Regions from separate parts of the Mus musculus genome. Here regions 2 and 3 are each linked to region 1. A link is a contact called in public HiChIP or PLAC-seq data. All regions are on one chromosome and are shown on one strand. Each heading gives the region's core, a stretch centred on a gene start, on an enhancer-like site or on the middle of the called end of the contact. The rest is flanking DNA. Distances are from core to core; before and after follow the strand shown. Region 1 overlaps Nup210 (nucleoporin 210). Region 2 has its middle 74 kb from the start of Fbln2. Region 3 overlaps Iqsec1 (IQ motif and Sec7 domain 1).

What was found. HiChIP or PLAC-seq counts read pairs in DNA pulled down with a chosen protein or histone mark.
Region 2: a contact with region 1 is called in a FOXA1 HiChIP or PLAC-seq map of pancreatic cancer cells. The contact joins two enhancer-like sites. A contact is called at or near these places in 1 of 484 Hi-C or Micro-C datasets (cerebral cortex), 1 of 115 datasets of contacts at active chromatin or transcription factors (pancreatic cancer cells) and 2 of 9 other capture datasets (embryonic stem cells and pancreatic islet).
Region 3: a FOXA1 HiChIP or PLAC-seq map of pancreatic cancer cells shows a contact between it and region 1. The contact joins two enhancer-like sites. A contact is called at or near these places in 1 of 115 datasets of contacts at active chromatin or transcription factors (pancreatic cancer cells) and 2 of 9 other capture datasets (embryonic stem cells and liver).

Annotation. Positions count from the first base shown.
Region 1 is chr6:91,012,133-91,016,402 of GRCm38.p6, forward strand. It overlaps Nup210 (nucleoporin 210), which reads right to left. Exons shown (of 40, transcript NM_018815.2): 38 at 3,854-3,949; 39 at 3,692-3,775; 40 at 935-2,364. The coding sequence ends at 2,267. Among named protein-coding and RNA genes, the nearest start is that of Gm38860, 4.3 kb to the left of the region's middle. Within about 2 kb of position 2,244, at least 39 of the 459 cell types and tissues checked have an H3K27ac peak or open chromatin away from gene starts, as enhancers often do. A contact at or near this core is called in pancreatic cancer cells, where this site is marked.
Region 2 is chr6:91,284,442-91,288,711 of GRCm38.p6, forward strand. No RefSeq gene overlaps it. Among named protein-coding and RNA genes, the nearest start is that of Fbln2, 74 kb to the left of the region's middle. Within about 2 kb of position 2,375, at least 49 of the 459 cell types and tissues checked have an H3K27ac peak or open chromatin away from gene starts, as enhancers often do. A contact at or near this core is called in pancreatic cancer cells, where this site is marked.
Region 3 is chr6:90,747,536-90,751,805 of GRCm38.p6, forward strand. All of the region lies in intron 1 of Iqsec1 (IQ motif and Sec7 domain 1), which reads right to left. Among named protein-coding and RNA genes, the nearest start is that of Iqsec1, 60 kb to the right of the region's middle. Within about 2 kb of position 2,271, at least 76 of the 459 cell types and tissues checked have an H3K27ac peak or open chromatin away from gene starts, as enhancers often do. A contact at or near this core is called in pancreatic cancer cells, where this site is marked.

The sequences.
Region 1 (4,270 bases), core at 994-3,493:
TTCAGTCATTAGGAGACAGGAGTTTCGTTCTGTTCTAGACCCTGCCATGTCTGGATGTGATATCCTTGCTCCCTGGATCCTGGTAGCTATCTTTTGTTTCAGAGAGGTCTTACCTGAGGGCAACACCAACACCGTGTACCAGGCAGGCATGCGTACAGTAGGTACAATACCAATCACACTCAGCAATCTGATAATGCTGTCTAGATCTTCTCGGGTACAGTGTCCCAAGGAGCTATGAGAATGACACCCGTCACCACTCACTCACACGGAGGTCCGATTTGGGAAGTGAAGTGGTGGCCATTTGGTGTTCTCAGCATGGGCAGTGCTGTGGAAGCAGGTCCCCGAGACTGAGGAGCCCCTACTCCCATCTCCTCCCACTTCCAATGTGGCATGAGGCAGGGAAAGAGGGAGAGAAAAAAGCACAGGGAGACAAGGGCATAGAGCAGGGCCCAGCGGAATCCTGTTTCCTGTGGATGGTGTGACAGGGCAGGTCCCATGAGGAATGTGACAGGACTAGTGCTGGCTAGGGTGGGGCCCATGAGGGCTCTGAGAAGGCAAGCCAGACCAAGGGCGTGTGGTGGGGGAGAGGGGCAGAGAACTGGTCCTTTGAGGTGTTCAAGATCTTGGGAGTATAGCTGAGGGAGGGGGAGTAGGGGGAGGACAGAGAAAGGCCATTTTAAGGGGAAATACAAACATTTTAGATGACAATGAAGGAAGGAGAAGGCAGAATGACAGGTGCCTGAGAGGACTGGCAGGAAGAGGAGGGAAGGGAGACTGTGCGGTACTACTGCAGACAAGGTCCTGCTCCTGCCCCTGCCTTCAGGGTAGGGAGACCCCATGGCCAGGGAGGAGGTAAGGGCACCATTGGTGCTTACAGGCCATCAGTCATAGTAAACACCCAGGCAGAGTCAGTACCCCCAAGAACCACCGCATCCTTAAGAAACTACACAGAACTTTATTAAACAAATGCAGGGAAGACTCCATTAACAGCTCTCGGGGGAGATTGAGTGGCTGGCTGGGCACAAAGACTCTATCCTCACGTCCAGAAAGTCCATCCTATGGCTCAGCCTCAAAGGATCACACATGACCTTCAAAGGCAAACAACTCTTGGTGACGTGGTGCCCATACACGTCCACTTGGAGGTGAGTCTCTGGCTCATTCTGACAGCACCACAGCACCTGGACCTGAAACAGAGGCCATGACCCTGAGCTTGGACGTGAAGATGCGTCGTATTCCCAAGGCATCCTCTTCGCTCCTGGGCTAGCGAGGCGAGTGCTGGTGGCAGAGGAGGGGGAGAGGAGGGCCAATAGGGTGGCTCAGATCCACTGAGGTACTGCATTCTGTGTCCTCCAAGGCAGATGAGCAGATGACCCTGGGTCTCTCTGCTCCACAAGTCACAGCAGCATCTCAGAACAAACCCAGAGATCAGAAGATCCCTGCCAGTGGCTGCAGGGCAGGGCCGATGATGCTGTGGCTATTCCCAAGCTGCCTCAGGGAGAGCGAGAGGTACTCCAACCCTGGTGACAGAAGCCCTTCTGCTGAAACAAGACCGAAGTCCTCCCGGGGCTCTGAAGGGAGGGCCACTCTGCTGAGGCTCAGTAACTATCACAGTAAGAAGGCTCAGTCAGCACAGGGCTCTGGGCATGGTGTCCCCTAGGGGACATCCACATCTGCTTGTCCCCCACATTTCCTAGCAGCAGTAGGATAAGGAGAAGAGTGAGTTTTCATGAAAAAAAAAACAAAAAACAAAAAACAACAACAACAATAACAAAAAAAACCCACAATAAAGGGCTGGTGTGCACATGTGCCAATGGACAAGCAATTGCCAAGCAGGTATGAAACCCTGGGTTCTATTCCAAGCACCACAAAAACCCCAGGAGTCATGAGAAAATCCTTTCCCTGAGATCACTACAGTGACATTATCTGTAGATGATGTAGAAACAGCTTCCAATACTCAAAAGCCATGAACAGGGAAGCGAGCTTCCTCGAGCAGAACAAATACAAGATTAAGCAGCACCCCCAAACCCTGCACACCACATGAGAAGGAGGGAACCAGGAAGCCCTGACCCTCAAGACTGGGAAAGAGATTTAAAAGCAAACAAATTAAAATCCCTTGCTTGTGTGAATCAGGCAGTGATTCAGCACGGCCAGGGCAGTGAGGATGGCCTAGGGCCCAGGCGTGGTTTCACCCCGGTGTGAAAATGACAGTGACCCTTCTGTCCAGGTGTCAGTTCAGCTGTGTAGTAATACCAGCCCTGCACATTGCCTAGTGAGAGGCATAGGCTGGGCTCCAGAGCCCCGAGGGAGGGCTGGCTTTGCGACCAGAAGGCAGTGTGTTGAAAGCAGCCGGAGATGAGGCAAGATCTGGGGAGGAAAGGGACGTGAGCATGAAGGAATAAATAGCCAATATCCCCACTATACTCCTCAGTGTGTGCCCATGGCATGCCAGGGGCTTATACCTAGGACAGCAGAAACTGACAGGGGCAGGGGAGGCACGGGAAAGTACACTGCCCAACCTGTGCTTCTGTACCCAGCAGCCTTCTGTCTCCAATGAATACCTTATGAGCTAGACTGGGCTAATCCTGTGGAGGGTGTGGATGAGATTTACTGGGATGTGTAGGGTTCATAAATATTTATATCCACTTAGCCTGGAACATGACCTCTGACCTTCCTGAGCTCAGTCAGTAGTCTGGGGTGGGTCACATGACACATCCTGTTATCTCTCCACGGAGCCAAGAGGATGGAAGAACCAGACTCTTGAGCACAATGCTATTGTAACAAGGACCTGGAGGCAAGTGAAAGGAACTTTGTCACTAAGACCCTATGGTAACTTCAACAAACACTGGGAGGAAGAGTCAGAAAGGACTGTAGCAGAATAGCTGTGCATCAAGCCAAAGCCATGAGGACAGCTACCACCCAGCATGCTAGGATACTCAGGAGTCCTGCCTTGAAGACCAGAGACAACAGGAAGAGGCTTTGATAACAGGGTGTGTGTGCGTGCGTGTGCGTGTGCGTGTGTGCGTGCGTGCGTGCGTGCGTGCGTGTGTGTGTGTGTGTGTGTGTGTGTGTGTGTGTGTGTGTGTGTGTGTGTGGGTGTGCGTGCACTTCTGGCCATAAAGCTGTCCTCTAACACTAAGATGAGCAAACACTAGCTCAAGGGCCTCTTACACAAGCCAAATGGGAGTCAGGAGACAAAGGGCTACTGGGCACTGCACAATTCCAGAAGACTCTTAGAGAAAGGTACCCCAGGAACTGTAGAGGGTGACTAAGACCTTAGGTCATCACAGACAAATAGATTACTGAAAGGAGTGGGCTTTCCTATCTTTCTCTGTGGGAGTATCTCTCATGAGGACAGTGTAGAGTCTCCATCCTCCCATCCCAACCTGACCTCTCAGTGGTAGCCCTGCCTGTCTTTTCTGGAATTCCCCTGCTCAGACAACACTGTCTCTACCAACTCCTCCCATCCCACAGCCTGCTGGGGATGGATGCCTCTGAGGAGTCAAGACTAATATCTGAGTCTGTGTGACACTCTTGTCCCCTGGCACATCTGTCCCTGGGGCTCAGCTCTAACTGTCTCTTTTGCTCTGACACAAGCTGTGAAATCTAGGGTTCGGGGCCTGGATCCCACCCTTCCCCAGGAGATGACTCTAGTGGAGGCGCTCTAGGCTATGCCTGTGGCCGAGGTACTCACAGTGGGGGCTGTGCTGAGGGCTGGCACGGGGCGTGAGGGCCAGGGGTGAAGCAAGTTCCCGGGGTGCACAGACTGTATGGTAGGCTGCAAGAATAGAGGCTGGTGAGAGTGAGTAGGGTGAGAGGGTGCGGGGTGGAGAAAGGGGTATGAGGTTGGCCTCACCTATAATGGTGACTGCTGTCCCAGCCAGCAGAGCAAAAAAGGTGAAGAACATGACTTGATAGGAGTCCAGGAAGTGTGACAGGAGGCTGGCTCCATCTGCAACAGGACAAAGACAGACATCAAAATGCCAGAGCCATAGCTGGGTCCCCTGAGGGCCTGTGCCACTAGACATCTGCATGGTCCACCATGTCCTACTGCCTGGGATGCAGGGGCGAGTCTGTCTTAGATGTGAGGTGTCTAGACAAGGGCAGCATCTCCTTCTGTCTCCTCTGGCCATCTCTGTCCTTTCCAGAAAGTATCCTTAGGTACCAGCTTGGCACATCAGGTTTTGGTGTCCTTTCTGTCAAGGAGGCAGCTAGGTTGCTCCAAAGAAAGAGAGGCAGTTCTGGAAGATGCCCTGTGAGCTTTAAAGCTTGA
Region 2 (4,270 bases), core at 1,125-3,624, 270 kb after region 1:
GATGTTCAGAAGGCCTCTTTCCTTTCCTCTTTTCCAGAAGGCCCCACTACCCCATGTGTTTTCTCAGGCATGCCCTTGCTGGCCACCAGGTCTTCCATGATGACCCTCCTCACCACCGTGCTCTTCCTCTCCCTAGAGAAGTGTAGCTTCCTCAGAGCTTGGTCACTTACAGATAGTGTTCCTGTCCTCAGTGTGAAATAGCGGGGGCTTCAGGAAACAGGTGCTCTAGGAAACATGATGGACTTTCAGTGGGAAACCTGGGTGTCTTGGATAGTAGGGGAACTTGCAACATGTCCCTATCCTTTCCCCAAACTCAGTCTCCCTACCTGTGTTCTAAGGCTCAGCTCCCCTTCTCACAGCTAGTAGCATCGTGTTGGGGGAACCAAGCCTTTCCTTTATCCTTGAAGAGGGTTACCATGGAAACAGTCTTGGCTCGGGCTTAGGGAGCATCCAGTCCTTTGTTAGACTTGGGCCTGCCTTCGGCTTCCCCCTCCCCCGGCTTCCCCATCCCCCGTAGCCTGAGATCTAGCTGTGAAGAGACCAGTGACTAAGGCGGGGCCGCACAGGGAGGGGGGCATTATTTTGGCTGTACACCCCTCCCCTTCCCTCCCCAAATTGATGTTTGCGTCACCAGTTTGAAAAGCTCTCGAGGACAGGGCAGTGTAGCCGGAAGATCAAGTCCCTGGGCACTTGACCCAGAGGCATATTCCCAACCCACGTGGCTTTAGGGACCAGCTCTCCGCCCTTTTCCGTGCCCCGGGCCCTGGCATTTCCCGCTCTCCGTTCTGCAGTGATAAGCAGGGTGGGCGCCGTTGCCTGCTCGCGCCCACCGGGGCAGGATGTGGGCCTGGCGGGTGCGCAGCGTAGTCAGCGTGGCCACAGGTGGACACTCCCGGGTCCCTCTTCAGGGCCCACATATCCAGAGCGGGACAGCTGCTCACGGGGAGGCCGCGGTGAAGTCGGGCCGTTGACTCCGGGCTCTGACTTTCAGCCTGGCTTGGAGCCATGGGGCAGGCATGCCGGGACTCTCAGGAAGAGCCCGGACTCCAGCGGCAGGTGGCGAAGCTCAGCTGCTGAGTGCCAGTCCCTAGCGTGGCCAGCCGCCTTTGGCCAGTGCAGCTAGGGCGTGCGCCAAAGCCACCGCCGCTGAGGATGTTGGACGCCACCAGGAGGCGCTGCGAGCGTCGCGGATCGTCAGTGCGTGTGTCCGAGCGGTGGCTCTGGCAGAAAGCTATCCAGGCGCAGGGGCGCTAGGCGCTGGTCCGCGGAAAGCCGAGGCGCAGGTCCTAGAACTTTCTACCCGGAGATCACACACTCTGAGCCCTGCTGATTGCAGGTCTCTGCTCCAGATCGCAGGGCTGGTGCGCTAAGGGTTTCAGTAGAGAGCAGGGCTTAGACACTGCAGCCCACGGCCCTGTCCTGTCCCGCAGAATTCAGATCTCCGTTCTGCCTTTTCCCATCTGTGAGACATAGGCAAGTTCCTAGACTTCTTGGTGTCTGATTTTCCTGCCTTGTGAGATGAGATTGCTGCGAGTAGCGGGTTCACCGGGTTGCGACAGGAAACCTGGATCACTCCCAGATGTACACATGTTCCTGCCCATCACAGCACGGTTGACTAGTAGGTTGGGCGATGCGGGGCCTCAGCAGTGGAGACACAGAGAAGCAAGTCGCTGAGCACTGTGTCCTGGCAGGTGCTCGTGAGGACCAGACGGCATTTAGACTAAACTTTTCTCCTCCTGGCGAGACAAGAACAATGAGAGGCTCCCCCAGGTTGATTTGGGAGGCAAATTCAGTGCCAGACCACCCTCTTCCTCCCAGCAGAGACCGTCGCCCTTGGTCGTTGTGCTCTCGGTTGTCCTCCCGCGTCATACAGTCTACGCCCCTCGGAGGCTGCCCACTGGTGTGCAGACTGTAGTGGACAGCATCCCGCAGCGGGCGAATGCTTATAGTGCGGGGCTTGTTGCCTGACACATTAGAGGGCCTGCAGCCGAATCAGCTCAAGTTCGCTGACTAGAGGCATGTAGGGTGATGAAGAGGGCCCATTCCAAGCCTCTACCGCGAAGTACCTAGGCCAGGTTCACTTCTGCACAGGGACAATCAATACATCCACATCATGGCTAATGGGTAGGGCTGGGGGACGCTGTTGGAAAGAGATAAAGTCAGGGAAGACTGTCCTAGACAGATCTGCTAGGACAAAGAGTAGGAAGTGGCTTGCCTACAGGGAGTCAGTGGAAACTGAGAAGGACTCCAGGGCGGGGCTGTGCTCTCTCTCTTTACCCATACACTCTTGCCTTCTGACCACGTCTGTTCTGTTCGCGCAAATTTTTAGAGGCTCGAAGCCCCGTCAACCTTTCTGACCACACGAGGGCAGCAGAACGCAGCTGTGAGGAGGGACAGGTGGCACGCCCAGTAGGGGGCTCTTCCAGAAGGCAGGCTGAACTCCTCAGGGCTCCCTTCCAGTTCCTCTGTGCTCACGCTTGGGTCTGTACTCCCCCAAACCCGAGGTACAGCTCTCCGAACCTCGGTGCCTCCTCTTGGGAAATGGGAGCAATCAGATTTTCATCTTCGGGAACGGATTACTGAGTGCTTTAGTAGATTTGCTGTAAGGCTGTGGAAAACTCACCCACCCTGAGTCTGCTTCCCCGAGTGAAAAGGAGGAATGAGAATGGACCCATAATGTGGGATTTGGGGGCAAGATAAATGACTCAATGAGCAATGCCTTCCAGGTACCCAGTACGCTAAATTGTAGTTCTTGACAATTACAATTTGTGACTTGGGGCTGAGAGTGGAAAGAGACCCCCGTGTTCAGGTGTTCACGCCAAAAGCTTTCCAGGAGGAATGATTTATTCATTAGGGAAGAGGTGGTCAAGATCCTTTGGGACTGTCCATTTGACAGAAGGGACACTGGGGACCAGAGAGGCTGGCAGAGCCAGGCCTGGGATTCCCACCTGATTCCTGAAGGTCAGTTATCCTGCCTGGTTGCAGGACCTTTCCTTGATGGAGGGTTCTCAGGTTGTCCCTTGTTCTTGTTACTGAAGGCCCCTGAGTTAAGCTGTGAGAGAGGAGAGAGCTTCGAGTGCCCAGTCCTTGGAGGGGCATCCTCTTGGGGGCTTATGAGAACTTCTCATGGGAGCCAATTCTTTCAAGGTCCAGGACACTGATGTTTGTGGTGGGTGGGTGAGTCCAGAGGGTTGTAGTCCTATGGTGGGCAAGGGGTGTAGTGGGGGAGGGGTGTAGTGGGGGAGGGGTGCCCGCTTCTCCCTAGGAGTGAACCCCAGCTGTACATTTTGTGGAAGTATGTTCCTCTCTCCCCTCAAGCCCTTGAGCAATGCCCACAGCAGGATTGGAATAATCACCCTGAGGCTTGGACACCCCCTCCCTCTCCAGGGTTGCTTTCCTTGTGGTGAAGGTGCTACTTACAGTGAAAACAGCCATTGAAGCAAAACGCAAAAATAATGTCAGTTTCCACTTTTGACAAAAATGGGAAGGCAGGTGGCTTCTTGTCTGCGATAAGCGCATCTGCTTCTGCAGTAATTACTATCTGAGATAATTATGAAAAAGAATTTAAATACTCAGGGCATGCGCGGGGCCAGGACGGCGTTCTTTCTCCTTAGTCCTAATCTCTTCTGCAAGTCGGAGTCTTGTCCCGACCGACCAGGACAGCACTGGGCGGGCCGAGGTGCAGGGGTGGGATGGAGGAAGGGCCAGGCTGGGCAGCTGCCCCTCTCTCTACTTTCCCAGGCCTCACTGTCCTCATCTGCAAACCAGGATGGCTCCATGAGAGCCAGGTGAGGAGATAAAGCAGGTGAGTGGTGAGAAGCCCAGAATGTTGTGCACGGGCATAGCCTGGTCTCCGTGACCTAATCCTCTTCTTTGTCTTGGGGGAGCAAGGGAGCCTCTGAAACCCTCCCCCAGCTTTAGAACGCCTCAAATGGAGATGGAGCTCACTTCTGGGATACAGAAGTCACAGCAGCAGGTGTCCAGAGCCTACAGAAGAACAGTCCAGCCTTAGGGAATCCTGGTCTTGGTCTGGGATGGTGATGGAGTGGGGCCAGAGCTGGACCCAGAGCCCAGGGCAGGAGGCTGATTCCAGCCCTGGACTACAGACCAGCTTCCTGTCCCAGCTCAGCAGCACTGGCTGAACCTTTCCCCTGTGGTGTCCAAGCAGCAACTGGATGACCATTTGGTAAGAAGAGGGCACCCTGATGGTTTTTGTCCTGAAATTGTATTGAAGGGTGGATCAGGAGCCAGGAGTGCCCAATCTTGGTAG
Region 3 (4,270 bases), core at 1,021-3,520, 260 kb before region 1:
TGTCCAACAACCTGAGGTGGGGCCAAGGTATAGAATGTGGAAGAAGTTCTAGTCATAATGGACCCCTGGGCTAGGTCTGGGAGCTTGTGGCACATACCTCTCTGCATAGTGCCCTATGAATGTAGATTCAGAAGACAGAGGCTTGCATGCCTTTAGGAGAACACACAGGGTGGGAGAGGGGGGCACAGTGTGAAGAGGCTCATCTGCCACTGAGAGTCCATGTGGAAGTTGACAAGGAAAAAATTCTGAGATGGCCTAGACTTAGTTGCAAGACCAGAAGATAGGAGAAAGGTTTGAGTAAAACAAAATGACTAGCACCCCCAGCAACCACAAACTGCTCCATACTCCTATGTTGAAACCCTAAGCACTAAGCCCAGGGTGTATCTCAATGGCAGAGCACTTACTGGGCATGCCCATGACTCCAGTACCACAAAAAGTACCCCCCCCAACACACGTTGGGGAGGAGAATCATAGGGTACATTCCACCCTATTTCACCTTCCCTCACCCAGAAGCAAAGGATTCCTTTATGGACTGTCTTCCAGCCCCAAGGCGTTCCACTCTCTGCCTGTTGTCGTTCCCCTCCCCATCCTAATCCTAGCCACCGTGGGTTCCACTTCACACTCCTAAGCAAGACTCTCAGTTTTGGTCCGGTGGATGGTTTCCACCTGCCTCCTTGACCTGTGGCTGATGTTCTGGGAACTCACCCCAGGACCTAGCTCTACAAGTCCTTTTATGGCAGAGATTCTTCTTTCCTCTCAAGAGTTGAGGTGCAGTAAGGGATCCAAGAGGCTCTGCTAAAAGATACTATCTCTGGCCATGTTTGTTGGGCTGCCTCTTGCCTTCTAATCTATCTGGCCTCCCTGGGAGACCAGCAGAAACTGGCAGATCCCCTAACCCACAGACCCCACATCACAGACCACTGCTATTTCAAGCCATAGCACCATACAGCTTGTTACATAGCAACAGTTAGCACTTGAGAATTCACCACTGACTTCCTGTGGTGCCTATACCAGGGTACCTGTTTGTAGAGCTGAGACCCTGAAGCATGGGCTCTGCTTTGGGCCAAGAGCAGTCTCCACAATCCCAGGGAACTCAAAAGTTTTCAAATAAACCATAGACCCACATGGTCAGAGGGAGGGAACTGGGGAAGATGCTGGGATTGTTCTCTGAGTCTAGCTCCAGCCGACATACAGATGAATTTCTGATGGGCAGTAGCCTCATGGCCAACTTTTCCTGGAGCCTTCCAAGTAAATGACACAGTGTGTGTCCTAATGGGAATCTTTGTCCATCTCAAAGAAATGAAGAAACAGAAATGAAGAGGCTGGAGACCCTGCCTACAGTCACTCTTCCAAAGATTTGTCTTCCTCTGGTCTTCCCTGAAATGGTAGATACCCTTCCAGTTCACAGCTGTGTGCATGAGAAGAGGCTAGAAGAGGTGAGGGATATGAGGGTGTGTCATCATACCCATATTTCTGACTTACTGAGCTTGCAGGGGACACTGACCACTCTGAAGAAGGCTGGGAGCTGCTAGCAAAGGGCCATCTTCCAGGCAGACCAGATGGATAGCAGCTCTGGGTCTGGTAGGGACTAGCTCTCAGATGATCTTGCAGATGAGGGAGAGGTAAGGCTATCAGCTGCAGCCAGAAGGAAGGCATGGAAACAATGAGCTCAGCTTGATATGAAATACTGAAGTCTCTTTTAAGTCAGTGTTTGGGATACACACCCTCAACCTCAAAGGAAAGGTAAGTTCTGGATTCCAATTCTGATGCTGCTACTTCCCAGAATTCAGAAAAGAATTCTGGCAACACACCTGGCTGCCTCAGTTTCCCCAGCTGCAAAACAAAGTTAAAGCCAGTACTGGCAGTGTGGGCCTAGAGTCCAGCCACTTGAGAACTGAAGAATCACCAAGCCCAAGACTAGACTGGGCTATAGAAAGTATTCGAGGCCAGTCTGAATAAGTTAGTGAGATCCTGTCTCAAAAAGCAAAAAGAGATAGCTGAGCATGGTGCTCAGTGGTAGAGCACTAACCTATGATACATGAGGCCCTCAATTTAATCCCCACTGCTGAAAAGACAAAACCAAAACCAAAACCAAAACCAGATGCCAATAAAGAGATGAGATTTGCACCCATGCTTTCAGGATTTGTCGTGAGAAATCAATGAGGCAATTTTTTGCAGCTTGGCCTCAAACCCAAAGTAATTTTCCTCCCTCAACTTCCAAAGCATTTGGTGAGTCATCAACGCCCGAGACTCCAGTGAAGCTGTGGCTGGACTAGTCCTTATACAGATGAGAGCTAGATGCACATCCAACAGTCCTTGATAGCTCTGGCCTGTCCTAGCTATGGACAAGGCTAAGAGAAAAGCATGGCTTGAGCCCAGAAAAGAAGGTAGAGGAAAATGGAGACAGGAAGAGAAGAGAAAAGAGCCAGGCCTGGTAGTACAGGGAGGACAAAAGGAACGACAGGAATGTGAGGTCATGTGGCCAGTGGTAGTGCTTACCTACCATGCCTAGGGCCCTGGGTTCTACTTTCAGCACTGTAAAAAATAAAAATAAAAATAAAAATAAAATATGAAAACAAAACCCAATTCCAGGTTTTCCACATTCTTTCTAGAGGCCCCTTAACCCTGCCCTGCCCTGCCCCTACCCTTCACTTCTCCCTAGTGACCCAGTGGGTGGAGTTCACCCTTATCTCTGCCATGTCTCTGAAAGCAGATGAAGCAACAGGATTAAAGCTGAGGCTGAGCTGACCCGCCTCTCTGTGTTCTGGGTCCCACCCCTTACCTCATCCCTTTGGCCTGGAGCTTATCATGTTCTGCTTGTTTTAAGTACCCAGCTTGCCCCACTCCCCCTCAAACACTCTCACAGGACCTCTATCTAACATGATGTTTCTCAACCTAATGCTGAGACCGTTTCATACAGTTCCTCATGTTGTGGTAACTCCAACTATAAAACAATTTTCATTGCTACTTCATAATTATAATTTTGATACTGTTATGAATCATCATGTAAATATCTGTGTTTTCTGATGATCTTAGGTGACCCCTATAAAAGGATCATTCAACCCTCAAGGGGTCCTGACACATGTTGAAAAACTCTGCTTTACGTGATGACTGAACGAGTCTGATCTCCACTACCCCCCCAACCTCTCCCCACCCTCCCCAGTACAGCTCTTTGCTGTCCCCTTCACCTTTAGTCTGGGACTCCAGGGCCAGCCAGGTTACCTCCCTATCACTGTAGCTAGAGTGTGGTCCTCTTCCAGTCTGTGCTGAGGGAACAAGGTGAGCACTATCCAACAGTGGAGTGGCTCCAGATTCTGTGCCCAACCAGACACCCTCCTTTTTGGGGATACTGCTGGAAGTTCCCAGTCCCTCTGTCCTTAGAACCCGAATCCCCAGCTGGTCCTTCATCCAGTGGCTTCCTTGATCTTGGACTCAGGTCCCCTGTGACCACCCAAGAAGTCATTCAAAACCACACAGCCACATTTCACTCTGTGGTCCATTTCCTGAGCCCCAGATATTCCAAGAGGAAGGCGTTCCACTACCCTTGCCCCCTCCACCACCACCACCTCTACTCTGGGCCAAACACACAGAGGGCACTTAGGAGATATTCGCTAGGTACACTGTTGGCCAGATAACAACTCACTCAGCTGAGCTCATGGAACAGGAAGGTGGTGGTGAGGAAGATGCTTAGGTACCCACCCTGACAGGCAGGCAAATCCATCTGGGCCAGGCATTGGTTAACTTTTCTCACCTATGCCAGGATGGTTATTAAGCCATTTTTTTTTCCAGATAAGTTAACCAAGGTCACTCAATTTGCTCGGAGCAGAAGAGAATCTGGGGCCAGCTTTCTAGGATCTACGCTATCTCCCATTCTGAAGCACGGAGGGTGTGACCCTTGGAGTCTACCACCCAAAGAGAGAAATTCCAAGTGCTTAAAGGCCCAGGCACTGGGCCAGAGTCTTTCCATGAGCCTCCTTTTCTGCTCTGGAAAGAAACCACAGTTCAGTTTTGCAAATGCTAACCTTAGATCCAGAGTAGTTCAGTGACTTTGTAGATTGCATAGTGAGGCAGTAGACCACAGAGCAGTAGACGTCCTACCAACAGCCTTTCCTGTGTGATGACAGGAGAATGAAGCACACTGAGGTTATTGCCTCAGTTTCCCCTTGTGTACTGGGGTATGGGTGGGGTGACCACTGACAGGACATGAGGTGATTAGGGAGGCAGGCCTCTCCCCGCTCCACACAGGGGCTGATAGGGGAAGTGAGTGAGT